2 separate regions of the Bombyx mori genome follow, and region 1 is linked to region 2. The links are chromatin contacts, called in public Hi-C maps. All regions are on one chromosome and are shown on one strand. Each heading gives the region's core, a stretch centred on a gene start, on an enhancer-like site or on the middle of the called end of the contact. The rest is flanking DNA. Distances are from core to core; before and after follow the strand shown. Region 1 overlaps LOC119629410 (a long non-coding RNA gene). Region 2 has its middle 5.6 kb from the start of LOC732919.

Region 1 (2,953 bases), core at 314-2,813, 97 kb before region 2:
GCGAAGCGGGCGAGTACGGCTAGTCTTTAACATGTTTTCTAGATATTGTTATAACGTCAGATGCTTTAATTGCAAGTTAGGTTGGTATTACCATTTTTTTCTTTTTCTTTTTTATGATTCAAAGTTTTTTTGTGGAATGAGATTGATCGCATATCAATAATATGCTTATTCTTATTGTTTAAAAAAATGTAAGGACGAATCTCTATTATATAGGTATCCCTAAAATGACATTACTCGTGTTGGAGGTAGATTATGATTGTGAAACCACATAGCTCTTTTGCTTAACAAGGTTCAAGAAAGTAACTCTAGTAGCTTTTGAAAAATCATACGAGGAAAATAATGTAAATTATAAAATCCGGTTAAAGTAAATGGCGGTAGGAACGTCCATGCGCACTTAGAATACTCCTTAGGAATATAAACGACGATATTTGGCGGTGACTCGAGTTACAAACTGAAGTTAATTTATTACGCTCGTGTACATGGCAACATTACACACCTACGTATCATCACGTAGATGCCATGTGAAAATTGCTTTACAGCCATTGATACTCAGAATGTTGTCGTAATGCTTCCGGTCACATAGACGTGTTATTTCTTCGAAAAATGCCTTACGATTTTGTCGTGATTTATGATGACGACCTCTTCGATAAAAAGGTGTGCCTTCAAAAATTTTGTGATTTAGAATAATAACTGCTATTGACATTCAGCGCTCGCCAGAGTTAAACAAATTAGAGATATTTTGCAGTTATTTGGGAATTTGATAATTACATTCAGAATAACATTTCGTTTATCCTATGAAACTTCTTACGAGACCGTCATTAAATTAATCTGTAATCTCAAAATATGTAATAAATTTTGTTTTGAATTAAAATTTAATTTAAAGGACAAAAATGTATTGTTTATTTCTTTCTTAACGCCGCTTTGCAACATTCAAGTTTCAATTTTTAGCACTAAACAGACGAACTAATTATTTTGCCATCCTCGACGCCGTTGCCGTACATTTCTGCCTCCTCAATTAACACGTACAATTAATTTACAATTTTATTGAAATTTCTAAGCTCTAAATAAATCTCTAACGAACAATTTGAGATTTCTTGAGCAACTAAAACCGTAACCTTGTTAATTTTCAAGAAATATGTCTTAGTTCGACTAATACACAATAGATGGCAGCATACACGAAAATTGTGGAGCTCAATTAAACATTTTTGTCACAACTAATCAACAGGTGGCACTAATGGCCATCAGACGTCTAGTGAACTTGAATTGCGATAATTATTTTTTACCATAACGGGTATTTTTCCGTAAATTGACATTGAAGCGCACTTTTTACTTTTAAACGATTGTAAATGAATTACTCTGTTTTCTACCTACAATGCCCGATCGAAACATTAAATTAAAATTTCAGCCAGTTACCTACGTAGCCTTAGACATTTATATACTTGCTTTATAAAAAAAGCAATTTTGAAACTAGGATGTAACTTCGGAAACAATTGCGTTCCCACGCATTTACACATAATAAGTAGCTGAATGAGTACGTTCGACCAAAACATTTACTTATTACATATTCCGTTCAGCGTTGACACATGATATCATAATAACTAAACTGTTGGTCTTTGTCATGCAAGGCGTTTCCTAATAGGTGGGTAGGCCCGGATACAAATAGCTGATAATTAATCATGGAAAATATGATACAACCGGGATTAATTAAAATGATTTTGTATTCAAAACATGTTCAGGTTTTTTGGTCATTCAAAATTGAATAACAGAGCTTTTTGTTTTTTCTAGGCGGGCGACTACGTTACGGGCCGGGAATTACCTAAGACAATAGACACCATTAAGTGTCGCTGCCCTGAATAAAACATCAAATTTGGTACCCAATTTCAAAGGTACCCAACATCGCTGCTGTCATACACTTCCATTAGAATTCATTTATGCTCTTGGCACTTGCCCACCAGTATCACCTACCACCAGTACCTAATGTAGGGAGAGACTTAGCAATAAGGGAGTGGGTAGAAAAATACTACTACCACGAACAAGTGATATGCATGTGGTAATTGTTGGTGTCTAACCGTATATTGAATGCAGCCAGGTTATTTGTTAAAATAAATAATTTATTTTATTTCTCGCATTTTTAGTTAATGGATTATTTTTATCTTTTTTTGGCGGATGTATAAATACTGATTTTGAAATAATATAGACTATATTATAACTCCCACAACTCAGACGAATCTAATGACACCTAATAATATTTACATACAGAGCGTGCCAAATATATATAGTATATTAAAAGCTCTTTATTCGCGGGGTATGTAATAATATATGTTCCATAAATATGTCGCGAATACAGAAGCCGTGAACATGGAATTATAAGGGACAGGTTCCTAGGTGACAAAAAAAAAGTAAAAAAAAAATTGAAGTTTTCGACCACTTTAGGCTTTAGGACATAGATGTTATAAGGTCTATTTTATATTTTTATTAGTCAATTTGACGACGCCTTTACGAAAGATATTCGGTTGGATAAAACGAATATACAATGGCATAAGCTCAAAAAACATTAATCCCTTCCTTAGTTGGATAAAAATACAACAGTACAATCTACATCACTTAATATAAGTGTTACTTACTACTACTGGTGGTAGGACATCTTGTGAGTCTGCGCGAGTAGGTACCACCGCCCTGCCTATTACTGCCATGAAGCAGTAATGCGTTTCGGTTTGAAGGGTGGGGTAGCCGCTGTAACTATAGTGAGACCTTAGAACTTATATCTCAAGAAGGGTGGCGCATTTACGTTGTAGATGTCTATGGGCTCCAGTAACCACTTAACACCAGGTGGGCTGCGAGCTCGTCCACCCATCTAAGCAATAGAAAAAAATAATAATATAAAAACACTCAAAAAACATGAACCTCCTTTCTTAGTTGGATAAAAATACAACAGTACATCACTTAATATAAG
Region 2 (3,331 bases), core at 552-3,051:
TTTCTGAGACGGCCGACGCAATAGATGATTTCAGCCGCTGCCACAGCACTTCGGCGGACTCACTGGCTGGTGGTGTTGTACCTAAAAGCTGTTTGTCGAGAGCATTGCGGAAGCTATCTTGTTTGTCCGGGTCTATAAATTGCAGACGCCTCGAGGATCTACGTTTTTGCGCTTTGAGGCGCAGGTGGAAGTTTGCAACCAGGAGCACATGGTCCGCCCCAGGATAGGTCTTGACATTTGATACGGTGGAACTCCAGCGAGAGTTGATCAATAGGTAGTCAATCTGGTTCCTGAATCTGTCACCTGGTGATTTCCATGTATACTGTAACTTTAAAAATGTAAACAAATGTTTGTTAGATTTTACTTTGCATTTATTGTTTTTAACAATATATTATACATAGGTACATTAGAATATAGCGATATCGGGTTTTTGTATTAAGATCACCCGGGCGTTCTTGCACTTTTTAAATATGTATCCCAATTGCTCAGTAATCATTTGCCTTTATGTTTCTTTTTCAGGATTATGTTTCTCCCTTCACTGTGTATCACCTTTCCTTTCATTTTGTTGCCCAGAACAATACTCTCGAAGTAAAAAAAAAAAATGTTAAGCGTGCAGTAACAACAGTTTAACAAAAACTTAACAAAAAAAGTCCAATATTATACACTCGGGTGCAATGAAATCGCACATCTGTACATTTTTTGAAAAATATTATTTACTTCTTTTAATTTAAAAAAATACATACATATATTTTTTAACATAGGGTTAAAGGTTAGTTCAATACCTATTCAATGATACCATATAAGTGGAGATAAGGTTACTTTCTTGAGGAATATAAAATACAACAACAATTTAATCTTTATTACAAAATGATTACTCAACTAAACCGTTTAAAATTTGGGGATTAATAAAAAAAAACACAAAAAATACTGAAAAATCATTTATTAGTAACAAGTATTGCCCCCTCTTGCCCGAATTACAGCTTCACACCGATTCCCCATCGACCCTATCAAGTTTCTGATAAAGTCTTGTGGCATGGCGTCCCATTCCTCTTTGAGCGCATTTTGTAGCTCCTGGAGATTAGCTGGAGCACTATTTCGACCTCTAATTTTTCTTTTTAATTCGTCCCACAAGTGTTCAATCGGATTAAGGTCCGGGTTCCGAGCTGGCTACTCCATCACGGGTACATTTACTTCTTGTAAGTATTGTCTCACTATCGCAGCGGTATGAGGTCTTGCATTGTCATGCATAAAAAGGAAGTTACTTCCAATTAAACGGCCAAATGGTACGACATGTTCTTGTAGAACTTCCTCTATGTATCGTTGAGATGTTAGACCTCTTGTTTGTCGCCTAATATTGGCCCCAACGATGAAGACAAGCTCTGTTTTTCGTTCGAGTGAGATACCTCCCCAGAACATACACGAACCACCGCCGTATGCTACACGTTCTGTGATGCAACATTGGGAAAATCGCTCTGAGCGCCTTCTGTAGACCCTTCCACGTCCATCATTATCATGAAGACACATTCTGGACTCGTCTGAGAACAGGACTGCTTTCCACTGGTCGGCTGTCCAGTTGACGTGTTCTTGTGCAAATCGAAAACGAGCACGGCGGCACATCTGTACATTTTCAAAAAATGTACAGATGTGCGATTTCATTGCACCCGAGTGTATATAACTTCAACAACAAACCTAACAAGCACAGTTAAAAAATTTAAAATTCAACGTATAGGGAGACGAAAACTCGTATGACGCGTGTCGCGACAAAGATGCTAACCGTACTCACGCGACAGGGCGATCGCGGGAAGGTGACCGGGGAAGCGGGCGGAGCGCCGCATTCCAGCAAGGTGCAAACTTAGCTTGGTCGAGTTGTACATATTATTTTAGCATGTAAAATAGATTAGATCACTTTTTTCTAAATAAAATTTAACTTGCAAGTTGACGCTCAAATTAACGTCGGTTATGTAGAACAGAATTCCACCAGCTCAAAATATGACTAAATGGTCATATTTAGTATCAATATCATATAGTAATTTCAATGCATATCTATAAGTGTTATACATATGTATATGGTTACAAAGGTAATTTAGTATTCTATTTAAACAAATATGTATTTGAATAGACCTATACGCAAAAGTTGGGTATTTTTCTTTACAATTAAAAAAAAAGTCCTTTTTATAAACTTCAAATAGACTTTTGACAGTTAGCGCTGTCTGCCGATGTAAATTTAATAGCATTATATAATGCGACTCATACAAAAGCCAGGGCAATAACATTTTTTGCGCGAATTTGCCCCTTTTTAAATGAGACGAAAAAAGCCTTATCGCAAAAAATTTTTAAAATGTTCATATTTATTTTAACATTTAATTCCGGAAAGGGGAAAATAATTATTTTTGACAATTTATTTTTAAATAATATTATTAACTGATAACTAAATTAAAGTTAAGGAAAAGTGAGAATTCCTGGTTTACACATTAATTTAATTTTTGTCACTCCTTTGGATGTCATTAATGATTATTATCATTTTGTGAATTAAATAATTCTGATGTAGTGTATGTACTTCCCACTGAGTTAGGTGAAAAAAAAAGGAAGGAAATTGTGGTTAATGTTGATATTGCATATCTAATCAATACTTAACCAATTTTAAAGATAGTGGTTAACAACGTGGTTAAAAATGTAAACGCTCGAAGATAATAACATTTTTCTCACGAAATTTAACTAAACAGTTATTGATTTTCATTGTTATTTACCGGTATTTTATTCTGCTTCAACATACAGTCTTTACCATCCTCGGTAAAAGCAATATTAACAGAATGTGTGAATTTTTTGTGCATCAGCGAGTGTTATCCATATTTTTCATTGACCACAGAACTAAATCAGAAGATATTAAACAATATTTAGAAGAACATTACATTCAGTTCAGAACATTCAGTTATTAATTTTTTTTCTGTATGCACCTGTCTTGAATTGCAATCCAGATTGTTATGTTAAATATTTAAACTTATATTTTCTATGGTTGTAATTTGTTTTGTCTACAATAAAAAAAAAAAAAAAAAAAACATTTGTCATCTTCTAAAAGTGAACTAACTAGTTATGAAAAGTATTCAAAAAAATCTTATAACAGCTTTTAACGATCGCTGGACCAAATCTAGCCGAACTAAACACCGCATTTTAATTAAAAATAAACCTGGTTGGACGGTGAATTTAAAGTACAACTTGAAGAAGTACCAATGGATATCTCACCTACAACATCTGGAAAACGTGGAAAACCACCAAATTCTTATGAAAATCTATTGGAGAAATCGAAAAAGAGGAAAAATATGGAGTTGATTCA

The links. A called contact is a pair of places that touch in the nucleus more often than the background predicts.
Region 1: a contact with region 2 is called in a Hi-C map of posterior silk gland, with 2.0 times the contacts expected there. The contact joins two enhancer-like sites. A contact is called at or near these places in 2 of 7 Hi-C or Micro-C datasets (posterior silk gland and whole pupa).

The regions. Positions count from the first base shown.
Region 1 is chr13:10,542,376-10,545,328 of ASM3026992v2, reverse strand. LOC119629410 (a long non-coding RNA gene) reads left to right here. Exons shown (of 2, transcript XR_005245410.2): 2 at 1-891. Among protein-coding and RNA genes, the nearest start is that of LOC119629410, 8.3 kb to the left of the region's middle. Within about 2 kb of position 1,563, at least 6 of the 8 cell types and tissues checked have open chromatin away from gene starts, as enhancers often do.
Region 2 is chr13:10,445,416-10,448,746 of ASM3026992v2, reverse strand. No RefSeq gene overlaps it. Among protein-coding and RNA genes, the nearest start is that of LOC732919, 5.6 kb to the right of the region's middle. Within about 2 kb of position 1,801, at least 3 of the 8 cell types and tissues checked have open chromatin away from gene starts, as enhancers often do.